Linked DNA regions of Capra hircus: region 2 is linked to region 1. A link is a contact called in public Hi-C data. All regions are on one chromosome and are shown on one strand. Each heading gives the region's core, a stretch centred on a gene start, on an enhancer-like site or on the middle of the called end of the contact. The rest is flanking DNA. Distances are from core to core; before and after follow the strand shown.

Region 1 (7,948 bases), core at 1,836-4,335:
ACGTAAGTTCATTACCTTGTAAAAAGGCTTGTCAAATGTACAGAGAACACAGAGTGGGAAGGAAAAAGTAGTAAGTGCTAATATTTTAAGACAGATTCAAATTTCCAGTGGTCGTGATAATAATCTGATAAGCAAAAACACAGAGAATATTGTCCTTCATTTAGAATCAAAAACAACATAAACACACAGGCACATAACAGGGGGTGGGGGTTGGGTGGGAGGAGGGGAGGGATCAGCTAGCAGTAGATATATAAAAGAACAAAAGTGTGATCTGATGAAAGTTCAATATAAGCCAGGAGAATGTATTAACTTCTGGGGTGAGAATGGGGAGAAGATCGATATAAATATAAAATCCAAGTTCAAGGGGTACAGTCACTTTTTCACTATTCACTGGTCAGGTCACACGTAGAGTACACGCTCTGCTCCAGACATTAGGGATCTGAAGGATGCTGATTAACCAGAAAGAATCTGGAAAGAAGTAATAAAAACTCTGGTAGGGAAGCACTGCAAACAAAGAGGGTATTTACAACCTGGAACAAAAACCAGCGAGAACCCAGCAGCTGCCCTTCCCCTGGTGCCGCACTTCCCAGTTTTCACAAAAACACTCTCTTCTGAATTTCATAATAACCTTTTGAGATAGACAGGGTAAGTATCATTAGAGATGAAAAAACAAATCAAACATCTAACAAGCTGGGTAGCCTCCTAAAGAGCTCAGCTGCTCCTTGGTTGCCTGACACATGTCCCCTGTTCTGGTAACACACAACCCTGTCTGTGAGGTTGTAGGGGGTGGCTGTCAATAGCTATCTTCCCATACATGCGCCCATGCCCCACTACGCGGGCCAGGACTCTCAAATGATTTGAAACAGCTCCTCTTGGTCCGGTAGGTGAGGGTGGCGGTGTGGGGTGGGATGATGATCAAAAACTCTTTCTTAGATCTTTCAAATTCAGGCAAAAGATTATTCTCCCACTGGACAAAGTTGCAAACTACTACTAGCGGCCATTCCTCCCCACATCACCATTAACAAGCTGCAGAAGAAGAACCTGAGATAAGGAGGCCGCCACAAGAACAGCAGAGGAAATAACTCACTCTCATCACATCAATCCAGGTGACCTTAAAGCAGTCATGTCTCCTTCTGGAGTTTGGTTACATGATTGGTGGGTCTTCCCTTTAATTTGAGTTAGTTTCTGTCATCTGCACCCAGAGTCCTGAACAATACAAATTCTTGTTCTTAAATCAGAGTTCTTTCCATTTCTCACATGAAAGCTATGTCAAAACTAAGACCAACAGGGAAATGGGAAATTAGTAGCTTTAGCTCATTATAAATATTTTCTAGCCATCCAAGCCTCATCAAAAATGAACTGACTGATTTATGAAACAGGGGGTTCCTTGTTATTAGAAAATGTTACTAGCAAAGCTTTGGCAATGAGTTCTCGCACTGAGTGAATAACTCAACTGGGTATTTCTCAATTTTCTTCTAATTATAAAATTATATAGAATAATCATCTACTTCTCTTTAAAAACAGAAAAGCAATTCAAATGAGGATTTTGTTACTTGTTATGCTTCACAAGAATCTCTAAATATTTAGCCAGTTATATTACCCTAATGATACAAAATGAAACACATTTCCTAAGGAAAACAAAGAAGTTCTACTAAATGAAGCACTGGTATCAGAAGGGTTTATTCTTACCTTTGCTATTGAACAGCTGAATAAGCTTGAACCACTAACTCTCCACCTAGACTAACTTGTTTCTATATCTATAAAATGGACTAATAATAATTCCTTCCAAACTGAGTTCACATAGTTCTGTATCTCAAAGAGCACATGAAAATACTCTAAAATTAAGCCACTATAGTCATGTTAAATTATAATAGCTTCTTTGGCAGAAGTCTTACTCAAATTTTCAGTCACTTAAAGAGATTCTAACAGAAGCAGTTTCTACTACACACAATCCAATCAGCATTTCAATGAACTGTCATATGAAGCAATATTTCCCACTCACTGTCAATGAGTCTCTCAAACAGTCTGATGAGGACAGCAACCCTATCATTTATTTTAGGGGAAAAACACTTTCCTGGTTTAGCACGTTTTAGAGTTGTTCCCAGAAATAATTTCATATCTTAAAATTCCAGCTCCAAGAAATGGTGTTTAACAGCGGGACTCGAGGTATAAATTAACTGAGCTGCAAACCACTCAACACCTTGGGCCTCTGTCTAAATCTCTAAAATGGAAACAACGATACATCTCCTGCCAGATTGCTTTAAGAATTGTAAACAGCGTATACGCATCTCTTAGGTTTCAAGAGGGGTAGCTGGACTTCTGAACACACCAACACATAACCTTAAAACTCCTGCCTGTTCCAGCCCCTGCAGATCTGCTATCAGGCTGATTTTGTTCAAAATGGTCAGAAGAATAAAGCAAAAGGCAGTAACTTCAGAGGCAGAGCCTCCACTGGAGGACCAGGGATCCCAGTTACTCATTCATCAAGGCTTCGCTCGGCCTCCATCAGCAACTTGTGAGCATCAAAATGTTACATTTGTGAGCTAGGAAGCTACCGAAAAAGGAACTGTGGAATCCCTACCATTACTGGCAACAATGTTTCGCCAAACTGTCAAACAGTGGCAAATTGTGTTCCTGGCCTGCAAACGAGCCTTGAACGACTTCACTGCTGGACACGGAGTCCCCGAAGGCAGAAATGTCACAAACCCCGCTACGACCACGAGCCACGGCGGCGGCTCTAGATTCCCCGAGCACGGTCAGACGAGGTCGGGACACCTCTCCGATGGCCAAAGGCTCCCCGGCCGCTTCCACAGGTCAAGCGCCCGCCCGCGACTCCAGACTCTTCCTCCTGCCCTGGCCCGAGGCGGATCGCGGCTACAGCCCCGGCACCACACCTGTCTCCGCATTCCCCGAGGACTGCTCTTCCCTCCTGAGGTCTGCGGCCACCGTTCCTGGGCAACTGAGAAGCCTGCGAAGAGGGCGCTGGACTTGGCTTCTCTGAACGCGCAGGGACAAACGGATCAACAGCCCCACGCCGCAAGCCGCCATTGTCAAAGCGGCAGAAGCACGAACGAAGGGGCGCCGGGCTTCCGCGCATGCGCGCTGAGGCGAAAAGGATGGGACGCCTAGAGGGTCAAACTAAGCAAAGGCCGTTTCCCTTAGATAATAAGATGCGGCTTGAATAAGGATACCTGAGCTTTCTGACATGTCTTAAATATTTCCACTCTCCCACGGTTCTCTGAAAGAAGACCCTCAAGGGAACGAGCAGGCGACTTACTCTTTCACACTGAAAACAGAACCAGAGACGGGGGCATGAGGAAGGGGCGCTGACTTGGGAATCTTAAGAATATAATAAACTCAACACTTTTTCTTTACCAAACTGTATGCCCTTGACGTGTGTTGACTTTTTAAATTCTTACAACAGCCCTGTGACGTAGGAACTCTTACTATGCCCATTTATTTATGGGGAAGTTAAGGCTTAGAGAAGTTAAGTAACATTCCTAAAGTTCTACAGCCACACTGGGATAGAAATAGAAGTTAAACGTAGGTTTAATAGGGTTTCCCTTCCTCCCTCCCTCTCGCGCTCCCTCCCTGTCATTTTTTGGTAATATTTTTATTGCGATTTAATTCATATATTACAAAATACACCCCTTTAGGTTCATCATTCAGTGATTTTTAGTATATTCACGAAAATGGACACCAATCACCGTTATTTTTAGAAACACTTTCATTACCTCCAAAAGAAACCTTGTCCCCCTATCAGCTACCACCCCTAACAACCACACTCCCCCCAGCACTAAATAACCACTTATCTACTCTGTGTGTCTGTGGAATTGCCTTTCTGGACATTTCATATACATGGAATCATATGAGGTGTTTTGTTTGTTTGTTTTTGTCACTAGCTTCTTTGACTGGATACAATCATTTCAAGGTTGAGCCATGTTGTAGCATCTATCCGCACCTTCTTTCTTTCTGTGGCAGAATAATATTCCATTGTGTGACTATGCCGCAAGTGGTTATCCAGTCATCACTTCATGGGCCTTTGGGTTGTCTTCACCTTTTTGTTACTATAAATAATGCTGCTATGAATTTTCATGTACAAGTTTTTGTGTGAGCATATGTTTTCACTTCTCTTGGATACATACCTAGGAGTAGAATTGGTGGGTCATATGTTTAACTTTTTGAGGAACTGCAGGCTATTTTCCATAGCTGCTGAATCATATTCATTCTCACGACTAGTTTATGAGTGTTCCCGTTTCTCTACATTCTTGTCAATACTCCTTATCTGTTTTATTTATGTATTTATTCCATTCTATTTTTGTTCAATAGAATTCTAATTATAAAACGTTTTTAGACTAAGTATGTCCACACATTAATTTAGCCATTTAAAAATTAAATGTAGAATTCTTGAAGGATAGTGGATAGTGTTTTATTTTTTAAACTGTGTGGTGGGGCTACAGTTGTTCACTGGATCAGAATTCTTCTTACCGTACACATGTTTATAAATGTTATTTTGTATCTACTCAATATTTAATACAAAGTTACATTCATGTCATTGAGTATTTTCTTGTAAATGACTGCTCTTTTGGAAAGTCCAGCACATGTACATTTTGGTCAATAAGTTGGTGATTCTGGTTAGCTGAGGTCAGTTCATTCAGGTTTCTCTATGTCTATCAATAATTTACCCCACATTGCTAAGGAATAGGTAGATGGGGGAGGGAAGGAATGGGAGGTTGGGACGGACAGATTCGAACTATTATATATAGAATGGATAAGCAACAAGGTCCCATTGTATGGCACAGGGAACCATATTCAATCCTGTGGTTATTATAGTGAAAAAGAATATGAAAAAAGAATATATATATATAACTGAATCATTTTGTTGAAATTGAAAACCAGCAGAAATTAACACAACATTATAACTCAATTATATGTCAGTTTAAAAAAGTGACTCCCATAGATTCTCCCAAACATGGGTAAAAAGAGCCAAACTTTGAGGTATTATGAATATTTGTTACAGATGGCAGCCTTAATTTATTGACTTACAGAGTTTAGCTTCTATTGTGGATTGAATCGTGCCCATCCCATCTAAAGTTATCCTAACCCCCAGGAACTCGGAATGTGACCTTATTTAGAGATAGGGTTATTATAGATGTAATCAGTTAAGATAAGGTCATAGTGAAGCCGGGGCAGGGAGTATAACTGGTGTCCTTATAAGAAGGCAGCCAGGTGAAGCCAGACACACAGGAAGCATGACGAGTGATGACAAGGTGGAGACTGGAGAGATGCAGCCAAAAGATGGCCGGCAAGCCACAGAATTCTCCTACAGGCTTCAGAGAGAACACAACCTTGCTAACACCTTGACTTTGGATTTCTATCCTTCAGAATGATGAGACAATAAATTTCTATTATTTTAAACCACCTAAGTGGTGCTATCCGGAGAAGGCAATGGCACCCCACTCCAGTACTCTTGCCTGGAAAATCCCATGGACAGAGGAGCCTGGTGGGCTGCAGTCCATGGGGTCGCTACTAGTTGGACACGACTGAGCGACTTCACTTTCACTTTTCACTTTCATGCATTGGAGAAGGAAATGGCAACCCACTCCAGTGTTCTTGCCTGGAGAATCCCAGGGACGGGGGAGCCTGGTGGGCCACCGTCTACGGGGTCACACAGAGTTGGACCCGACTGAAGCGACTTAGCAGTAGCAGCAGCAGCAAATGGTGCTATCTGTTGAGGAGGGAAATTAGGGGCTGAGGGGCATAGAAATCAGACACTTTTAGCATTTAGCATTTTTTAAATTAATTCATGAGTTTGGTTGCCTCGGGTCTTAGTTGTGCCACGTGTGATCTCCGTTGCATCATGAGATTCTTCTGTTAACAGGGTACCGACTCTTAGTTGCTTTGAGACATGTGGGATTCTAATTCCCCAACCAGGGATTGAACCTCCATCCCCTGCATTGCAAAGTGATTCTTAACCACTGGACTCCCAAGGAAGTCCCAGCATTTAGTATTTTTTTTAAACAAACAGGTATTATTTTTATCATTAAAAAGAAAAAGAAATCCTTTGCAAATGGAAAGCCAATAGAAAAAGAGTAAAGAAATTATTAAATCGTGTCTACATTTCATATGCCACACAATGCTTTTTACATGTTAAGCTTGTCTTTGATAAAACGTGAAAGTGTGTGATTTAAGCCTCCAGAGGGCATATATTCAGTGGTGCTCATGTAATTATTAACTCCACACTCGCACTCTAACAAGTATTCCAATTCAAAGGATAAATTATCTGGCTACCTTACTAATGGCCTTTCAGTTCGTGGTTTCCTGTTCAAGTCATCAAGAAGGATTTTCATGTTCAAAGCTGAGTATGTCGACTGAGAGCAGCTCAGCAAGCAGAAGTGCAAAAGAAAGCTTTACTAGCAGAGAAAAGCAGACTTACAACCACCGGGATCTTGAAAGGCATGAGCTATCACAGTCTTACAATTTCTGAGAAATTATGTTTTTTTATCTATAAAATCATGAAAGTGTTGCATTCTCTACAATATTTATATTTTTCTGCAATAGAAAAATATTTTTCTCACTGCTGCTGCTGCTGCTAAGTTGTGTGCTAAATTGCAGTCAGCCTTCTATGTCCATGGGTTCCACATCTGCAGACCCAGCCAACCTCAGAAGGAAAACATTTGAAAAATAAAATTCCTGAAAATTCTAAAAAACCAAACTTGAATTTTCCCCACAAAGGCAACTATAACATTTGCTTTGTATTAAGTATTATAAGAAATCTACACACGATTTAAAGCACAGTTGACTTGAACAACACAGGTTTAAACTGTATGAATTTACCTACATGTAAATTTTTTTCAATAACTATATTGGAACATTTTCTGGAGATTTGTGATAATTTCAAAAAACTTACAGATGAAATTCATAGCCTGGCCTGGAAATATATATGACAAAAAAGGTTATGCTATGAATGCATAAAATATATTCAGATATTAGTGTATGAGAATTTGCCTGTCAGTGAAGGAGAAGCTAAAGATGCATGTTTGATCTCTGAGCCAGGAAGATTCCCTGAAGAAGGAATGGCAACCCACTCTAGTATTCTGGCCTGTAAAATCTCATGGATAGGGGAGCCTGGCGGGGTACAGTCCACGGGGTTGCAAAGAGTAGGACACGACTGAGTAACTGAGCACTCATTCACAGTGTATCCTTACATAGGCATAAGATGAGTGATATTTACTACAAAATTAATAATGGGTTACTTTCCTTGTTGTTTTACAGCTTTGCTTTCAAAGAATTTCATTACTGTATAGTATTCCTCTTGTAATTGGAGAAGCTGTGTATCAGCTATCATCATAGGTAAGTGGTTTTTTTAAAAAAAATGTAGCAATGCTTCCAATACAGTATTATGAATATGACTAACACTCTATGCCATAAAATTTTATAATGATTCATTCATTTTGTACATGAATTGTGGAGCAATCTTACCCACGACACAAGGCAACCATAAAGTTATCAGTGCATGATTTGTTATAACTATAAATAAACTAATTTCCTTTTCACATTATCTTTTCATTTCTGATGGCTAGTGTTAGTAATATGTATGACATCTACCATGTTTTATACCATCTAAGACAATATTGACATAGGTACTGACAAAATGACTCATAAACAGAAGATGTATGGATAAATATAATACAGTACCTGTCTTTTCCTTATGACTTCCTTAATAACATTTTCTTTCCTCTAGCTTGTTTTATTGTAAGAATATACTGTATAAGGGTGGAAGAGGATGAGATGGTTAAATAGCATCGCCAACTCAATGGACATGAATTTGAGCAACCTCCAGGAGACAATGGAGGACAGGGAAGCCTGGCATGCTACAATCCACAAGGTTGCAAAAAGTCAGACACGATTTAGTGACTGAACAACAACATACAGTATAATATATAAA
Region 2 (7,948 bases), core at 3,193-5,692, 150 kb after region 1:
AGAAGACATGGGTTCAATCCCTGGGTTGGAAAGAGCCCCTGAAGAAGGAAATGGCTACTCTCTCCAGTAATCTTGCTTGGAAAATCCCATGGACAGAGGAGCCTGGCAGGCTACACACAGTCCATGGGGTCACAGAGCTGGACACAACTTAGTGACTGAACAATAAACCAGTGATTCTAGCCTAGAAAACTAGCTTACTGTGGCCAGAATTGCTCCAGAACTGTAATTCTTGATGGTTGATCTTTTCCCCAAGTCCTGGGGGAAAAAAAAATAATGAGTAGAATGTTCTCAACTTACAGTCTTCTCCCATGCAGTCTTCTTAAATCTTTTTATCTACTGCCCGTGTCTAACTGAACAGGTAACAAGACCTGAGATGGAGACTCTGCGGGTGGATGAACAGGGGTCAGCAGCTGCTCTCTTCCTCCTCCTCCCAAAACTCAAATAAAACACAGGGATTTCAACCAGTCTAATAAGACTACGGAGATAAGATCTACTTTTCCTTTTTTTTTTTTTTTTTTGCTTGAATTTTAAAACAACTTCTTATGATAAAATGAAATCTATCAGAACTCCTTGAGGAACTCACATGGCTGGCTGCACTTCAGGACTCAGGAGAATCTGTCAGCCCAAACCCCTCATTTCACAGAGGAAGCAGCCCAGGCCCAGAAAGGTGAGGTGAGAGTGCAGAGCAACAGGGCTGGTGACTGGAAGAGCTGGGCCCTTCTCCCATCAGCTCCCGTCACATCCAGTTAAGGTTTGTCTTTGCTTTTTTTAAATTGAAGTATAGTTGATTTACAATGTCATGTTAGTTTCAGTTACATAAAATTATACACACACATAAATGGGCTTCCCTGGTGGCTCAGATGGTAAAGAATCTACCTGCAATGCAGGAGACCTGGGTTTGATCACTGGGTTGGGAAGGTCCCCTGGAGGAGAGCATGGCAACCCACTCCAGTATTCTTGCTTGGAGAATCCCCATGGACAGAGGAGCCTGGTGGGCTACAGTTCTTGGGGTCGCAAAGAGTCAGACGTGACTGGGGGACTAAGCACACCCTAGCATATACTCAGATTCTTTTCCTTGCAGGTTATTATAAAATATTGAGTAGAGTTCCCTGTGGTCTATAGTAGGTTCTTGTTGGTTTTCTATTTTATATGTAGTAAGGTTTGTGTGTTAATCTGATCCTCCTAATTTATCCCTCCCCTACTTTCCCTTTGGTAACCATAAATTTGTTTTCTATGTCTGTGGGTCCATTTGTGCTTTGTAAATGAGTTCATTTGTGTAACTTTTTTTCAGACTCCACATGTAAGTGGTATCATAATTATTTGTCTTTTTCTGTCTGATTTAGTCCCTTAGTATGATAATCTCTGGGTCCATTCATGTTGCTGCAAATGGCAATATTTCATTCTTTTTAATAGCACCCCACTCCAGTACTCTCGCCTGGAAAATCCCATCGATGGAGGAGCCTGGTGGGCTGCAGTCCACGGGGTCGCTAAGAGTCGGACACGACTGAGCGACTTCACTTTCACTTTTCACTTTCATGCATTGGAGAAGGAAATGGCAACCCACTCCAGTGTGCTTGCCTGGAGAATCCTAGGGACGGGGAAGCCTGGTGGGCTGCCGTCTGTGGGGTCGCACAGAGTCGAACACGCCTAAAGTGACTTAGCAGCAGCAGCAGCATTCCATTGTACATATGCACCACACCTTCTTTATCTGTTGATGGACATGAAGGTTGCTTTCATGTCTTGGCTATTGTAAATAGTGCTGCTATGAACATAAGGGTGCGTGTATCTTTTCCAGGTATAGTTTTCTCTGGATATATGCCCAGGAGTGAGGTCTTACGGTAATCTAGTTTTTTAAGGAACGTCCATGCTGTTCTCTGCAGTGTCTGCACCCATCTGCTTTCTTATCAACAGTGTAGGAGGTTCCCTTTTCTCCTCACCCTCTCCAGCATTTATTACTTGTAGACTTTTTTGGGCAGACTTTTTGATGCACTTAGTTTCTTGTCAGCTCCTCCCTTGTCTCTGTATCCCCTCCCTTCCCTGATTAGCAACTGTGTGAACCTTCCCTTTGGAACTCAGGGAAGGTCAAGGGGTCTCAATGAACTCTTATTTCCTCCAAGCAAGAAGTGGTGGTGCGGGGGAGTGGGGGAGACACGGAGAGGATTTCTGCTGGGACGCTCAGAGTCCCGCCTTGTTTCACCCCAGCCCCCACTAGCCTCAGGCTGCCTGGATCACCGCAGGGCTTCCACTTGGCCTCATTTCCACTCTTATTTCTCCCAGGGGTTTGTCTCCTGAGATGCTGACACCAAGGTGGCACTGAACGAGGGAAGATTTTGTGAGGGGATCTGCCCATGAGGAAACATCGGGAAAGGGAAGAGGAGGCAGGGAAAGCCATGAAGCTGCCAAGTGCGTCAGCCCCCAGGTGAAGAGGAGAGGCAGGTGGACAGATGCCAGGAGGACACTGGCTCTGAGGGTGCTCATATCTCTGGCAACCCCCTCCCCGCTCCTGTCCTGCAGAGGGGTTGGTGTTTCCCAGACCAGTGTGTGCCTCGGAGCCCTTCTCTGCTTTGTCATTGGTCAGGAGCAGCCTCCAGAATCACAGCCTCAGCACAGACCTGGGTCTCACATTCTGGCAGTGATTCAGATGTATAAAAGAATATATATGCCCACGCACGCACAATGGGTATATATATATATATTCTTTTATATAACTGAAAATGCCCTTGTGGGTTATTATAAAAGATTGAGTTCCTTGTGCTCTACAGTTGGTCAGTTTCACCCTCATGGAATGGGAGTCTGGGAGGCCCCCGCTAAGCCACCACCCACATGATCTTGTCCCACCCCGGGACTTTTCTCTGACTTCCATGCCCAAGTCGTCTTCCCATCACAGGTGAGAGGTGATCTCCCTGTGAGGCCTGCACCTGCCGCTTGCTTCACCTGGGTTGCTTTCCCTGAAGACTGGCTTGGCTACTGTCCCCCAACAAATCCCTTCTCCACTTCCTGTTTCAGGGAGGCTGATCCCGACTCCATGTTTTTAATATGTTTACCTGCATCTCCCATACGTGCACTATTGTGGCCCTTCTTCTGCGTGTCCTCCCTTGTTTGTGACAGGCTGCATAACTACTGACTTACTATGTCTGTTTTAATGGCCCCTGTCCCTCCCTGGAATGTCAGCTGCATGAGCACAGTGGTCTTGGTTTTGTGTATTAATATAATCCAAGTTCCCCGAACAGTGTCAGCCACATGGGAGACCATAAATTTTGGCTGAATGAGTGTTGCCTCTCACTTGCCCCTTTCTGGATATGTTTCTCTATCAGTTCCCTGTCTCTGCTGTTAGTTGAGCAACACTCACTTCCAAGGCCCCATTCTGGGGGTAGGGCTGGTGGCCTCTACCACGCCCCCATGACCCCTGTCCCCTGGGCTTCATGACTTGTTGCCTCCCCATCCCTTATCTTCTCCAGGTGGGTCTGTGTGGCCAGGAGGTCACAGCAGAAGTGATTTCTGAGGGCATTTCCAAGGTTTCAGCATAGAGACATGGTGGCTTCTCTGTGCTGTCCCTCAGATCACCTACCCTGGGGGGTGCCAGTTGCCATGTCATGAAGACACCTAGATGGCTTGGGAGAGGCCCACAGGGAAGGAACTGAGATTTGGGGGTACGTGGGTCCCAGGAGGGATCCCCCATGTGGGAAAGCAGAGCCCCGGCGCAACTCGAGCCTTCAGAAGATGCGGCTCCAGCCCACACCTGCCCTGTGGGAAGTCCTGAACCTGTGCATCCCTGCTGAACTGCTCTCGGTGCCTGACTTTCAGAAAATGTGGGATATTATCCATGTCTGGGGTTCTAAGCTGCTAAGTTTTGGTAATTCGCTTGGGCATCAATAGATAATGAGTATGGTGGTGGTTTAGTCGCTAAGTTGTGTCCGACTCTTGCGACCCCGTGGACTCTAGCCCACCAGGCTTCTCTGTCCATGGGATTTTCCAGGCAAGGATACTGGAGTGGATTGCCATTTCCTTCTCCAGGGGATCTTCCTGACCCAGGAAGATAACGAGTATAGTGGGTATTAATATCATTCACTCGATTTCAGAGATAATGAACCTGAAACTCATAGAAATTGACCTGCCTAAGTTCCTGCACCACAGATGGAGCAGGCAGGGCTTCACTCTCTGGAAGGGCCAGAGTCCGCTTGTCCCCACAAATCACTTTCAGCTCTGCATTTGGTATGTTGGAGGTGAAAGGTCATGGCAGAGGGAGACTAGCATGGGCTTGTTAATTAGATCAGGAAGATGAGTCGTTGCTCAGTTGCTAAGTCATGTCTACTCTTTGCAACCCCATGGACTGCAGCACACCAGGCTTCCCTGTCCTTCACTGAACTCATGTCCATTGAGTCGGTGATGCTATCTAACCATCTCATCCTCTGTCTCCCCCTTCTGCTCCTGCCCTCAGTCTTTCCCAGCATCAGGGCCTTTTCTTCGCATCATGTTGCCAAAGTATTGGAGCTTCAGCTTCAACATCAGTCCTTCCAGTGAATATTCAGACGAGGCTCAGCTACAAAAAACCAGAGAGTGGGTCACTAGGTAATGAGACCTCCAGAAGAGCTGAAAAATAGAACCACATGCCTGGTCCATCTGCATCCGTATCCTTTGGCTCAGAATGTCCAGCCCAACGTCTGTCTAAAAAACGACATCAGGCCAGAGGAATGCGAAAGCTGTCTGCCCCACGAATTGTACCTCTTTACCCGTCTGTAATAAAGCCAACCTCGCATCCATTTCAACTTGGCCAGGCTTTCCGTCAGGTTTGCGGCTGTGTTTGCTTGCAGTAACCAAGGCTTTAAAATCTCGGTGATGCAATCTTGCCCGCTGCACCTCTCATTTTAAAAATGCGTGGATGTGGCAAAGCAATTAAGTCATTTTGTTTCAGCTCCTGATTTGACTTCTCTGCTCCCCAACTGTTTCGCAACATCATTCCACTGAGTTAAAAAGAAACCTGGTCAGAACCGCCTTTTTATTATAGCGGCCAGCAGCTCCCCTTTGTTGTGCTTTATCTGTACGATGGGGGCCAGGGTTTACCGGTTGGTCACTGAGAGCTGGCATGCATCACCCCCTCCTCCCCCTGGAGTCTGGGCTCAGCGGGAGGCCACTGGGCCGTGGCAACTCCCCAATGACATTATTTCTATTAAATGACAGCCGAGGGTTTATGGGGTGTTTCTGGCCCCAGCTCAGTGGAACCAGCAGGGGTGGGGGCGGGGCTGCTTCCTGTCTCCTCTACCTAGTGGTTCCTGCCTCACCAGGAAAGATCATAAGACTATTTGATGTCGGTTCTTGGAACAGCAGTCAGTTAATTAAAACTGCTGAGTGTTTGAACACATGGAAGGTGAGGGGCACATCACTGCCAGCGCACGCTCATGTCAGACAGACAGAGGCCCTCAGGGGAGCAGGGGAGTGGAGGAGACAGACACACAGCAGCATCTTCTGGACAAATGCCCCTGACTCTCCTGCCAACGAGTCTGTCAACCTGAGAACTAATTGTGGAAACAAAGTGACCAGTTTGATTTCAGCTCTTCATCTTTCCCATCTGAAGGCAGCCCCATGGTGGGGGGAGAGGGGCAAACAGAACATCAGGGGTTCTGAGTGACCTCTGAACTTGGCCATTGTCATGACTAATGCTGTCCCCAAATGCACGTGTGTTAAGGATGTTGGAAATGGAGACACAGGGTCACCAAATTGTGTCTTTTTTGAGAGACTCCTCTTTTTGGAGGCCTGCCTTCTTATGCCAGGCTGACCCCTGCATGTTGTCAGGCCTTGAAGGAGCCAGAAGGGACCAGTATCCTGGCGCTTTCTTAAGTCTTGGGAGGTAATAGGGTTTGTTCTCTGCTTGTTTATGTCACTCAATTCAAAGCTGTTTATTAAGTGGCTCTGGGACCTGCTCTCAGCTAATCTAGGTGCAGGGCCCTGGGGCTCCTGAAAATGTAGATAAAGACATTAATATGCCTCTGCATTGAGACAACAAAGATCCCACTTCCCTCCATGGCAGGGGCCGAACCCACCCCTGCCAAGGGCTTCATGGCCTGAGGTTTATGATATTAACAAACTAGAAAACTGTGGGTTTCTGTAGAGTGCTATATGGTAAATTGTGAGGATGTAGTCAAAACTTCTTGTATTAAAATGGGCCTATTAAACATGGTCTGGGCCTTAATGAAAGTCATCTAAATATATTTTCTACAATTATCAAGATTGTAGAATCTTATATATAGGGTTTCCCTGGTGGCTCAGTTGGTAAAAAGTCTACCTGCAATGCAGGAGATCTGAGTTTAATCACTGCGTCGGGAAAATCTCCTGGAGAAGGAAATGGCAACCCACTCCAATATTCTTGCCTGGAGACTCCCATGGACAGAGGAGCCTGGCAGGCTACAGTCCATGGAATTGTAAGACTCAGACATGACTTAGCAAATAACCTACCTACCTACACACACACACACACACACACACACACACACACACACACACACACACACACACATATACATAGAGAGAGACTGTTTACTCTATGCTTGAATATCTTCACATGCATACAAATTCTCTGTTATAATTAGGCAGGAAGTCAAATTAGAAATGATTTCTAAATCTAAGCATTAACCTCATGTTTGAACAGGGCTATACTAGAATCACACTACCCAGTGTTCAAGCATGGAAATATGAACAGTCTCCATCAGAAGACTTAACTGGGGAGTAATGGGTAGATGGTGAATCCCTGCCACTACTTCAGGTGCAGAAGGAAGACAGTCTCCACTTACATATCAGCCACACTAGTGAGTGACTGTTTTGAACCGGCTGCATTTTATCAGATGCATTCATCTGCTGATGTCCGCTTGCAAGGCTGGTTACTATTTCAAAGAAAGTTACATAAACACACTTAACCTGTATAACTCCTTCCTTTGCAGTCTGGAGATCTGAAAGGCTCAAGCTGGGGAATGGAGAAACCTTCTGTATAGTTCTCCCTTTTACTCAGTAGGCTTTATAGGTGAGAAGTGTGAGAATGAGCAAAGGCAGGAAGGGGCCCAGGGGACATGGCTTGTCTGGGATGGAGGGCATGAGGAAGTCCGTTTTCCCTCCTGGCTTACAGCTAGCCTATCTCTCTCTACTGGCTGTTTCCCTCCACCTATAAACACCATCAGATCATTTTCTCCCCATGGAAACAAACAAACAAAAAACTAAACCCAAAATAAAAATCACCGGAAACAAAGCCTCCAGCCCTTCTTCCCCAGGGACGCTCAGCGCCCTCTTAGGACCACCCACCTCACCTCTCTTCTCTTCTCAAACGTGCACCTTAAAGGACACCTGTGCTGGGCCGTCTTTCTTACTGTCACCCAATCATCCCAGAGCAACTGTCAAGGGGCTTCTTCCTATTGCATATCCAAGGGCCATTTTTCCATATTCTTGGTGACTGTCTTGCTTTGTCCTTTCATGTTTCCGGACACTCCCCTGTCCTGCTTCTGACCATCCCAGAGCAACTGTCAAGGGGCTTCTTCCTATTGCAAATCCAAGGGCCATTTTTCCATATTCTTGGTGACTGTCTTGCTTTGTCCTTTCATGTTTCCGGACACTCCCCTGTCCTGCTTCTGACCACGGTCCCCTGAGCTGCCCTCCTGACTCCGAGACCCTCTGCTCTTGCTGGACACCCACATCCCAGAGCTCGTCTGCTGCTCATAGCGCTTCTCACTTTACACCCAGTCCTGGGCCGTGTGTTCCCCGCTCACAATCAACTACAACCTGGGATGTCTCCCAGGTTACAATCTACAGTCTGAACGTCACTTCAAAGCTTCGATCTGAATATCCAGCTCCACCTGGAAGCACCTTAGAAACCTCACATTAGCAAGTTCAAGGTGATTTCATGATCAGGATAGGGGCTGTATCCCGGTTATCTTTGTATCTCCAGCACTGAGCATACAGGAGGCAC

What was found. A called contact is a pair of places that touch in the nucleus more often than the background predicts.
Region 2: a Hi-C map of blood shows a contact between it and region 1, with 2.2 times the contacts expected there. The contact joins the enhancer-like site here to the promoter of MTPAP in region 1. A contact is called at or near these places in 2 of 5 Hi-C or Micro-C datasets (both in blood).

Annotation. Positions count from the first base shown.
Region 1 is chr13:34,623,930-34,631,877 of ARS1.2, forward strand. It overlaps MTPAP (poly(A) RNA polymerase, mitochondrial), which reads right to left and starts at 3,086. Exons shown (of 9, transcript XM_013968557.2): 1 at 2,895-3,086. The coding sequence starts at 3,048.
Region 2 is chr13:34,773,224-34,781,171 of ARS1.2, forward strand. No RefSeq gene overlaps it. Among named protein-coding and RNA genes, the nearest start is that of TRNAW-CCA, 73 kb to the left of the region's middle. Within about 2 kb of position 4,443, at least 1 of the 5 cell types and tissues checked has an H3K27ac peak or open chromatin away from gene starts, as enhancers often do.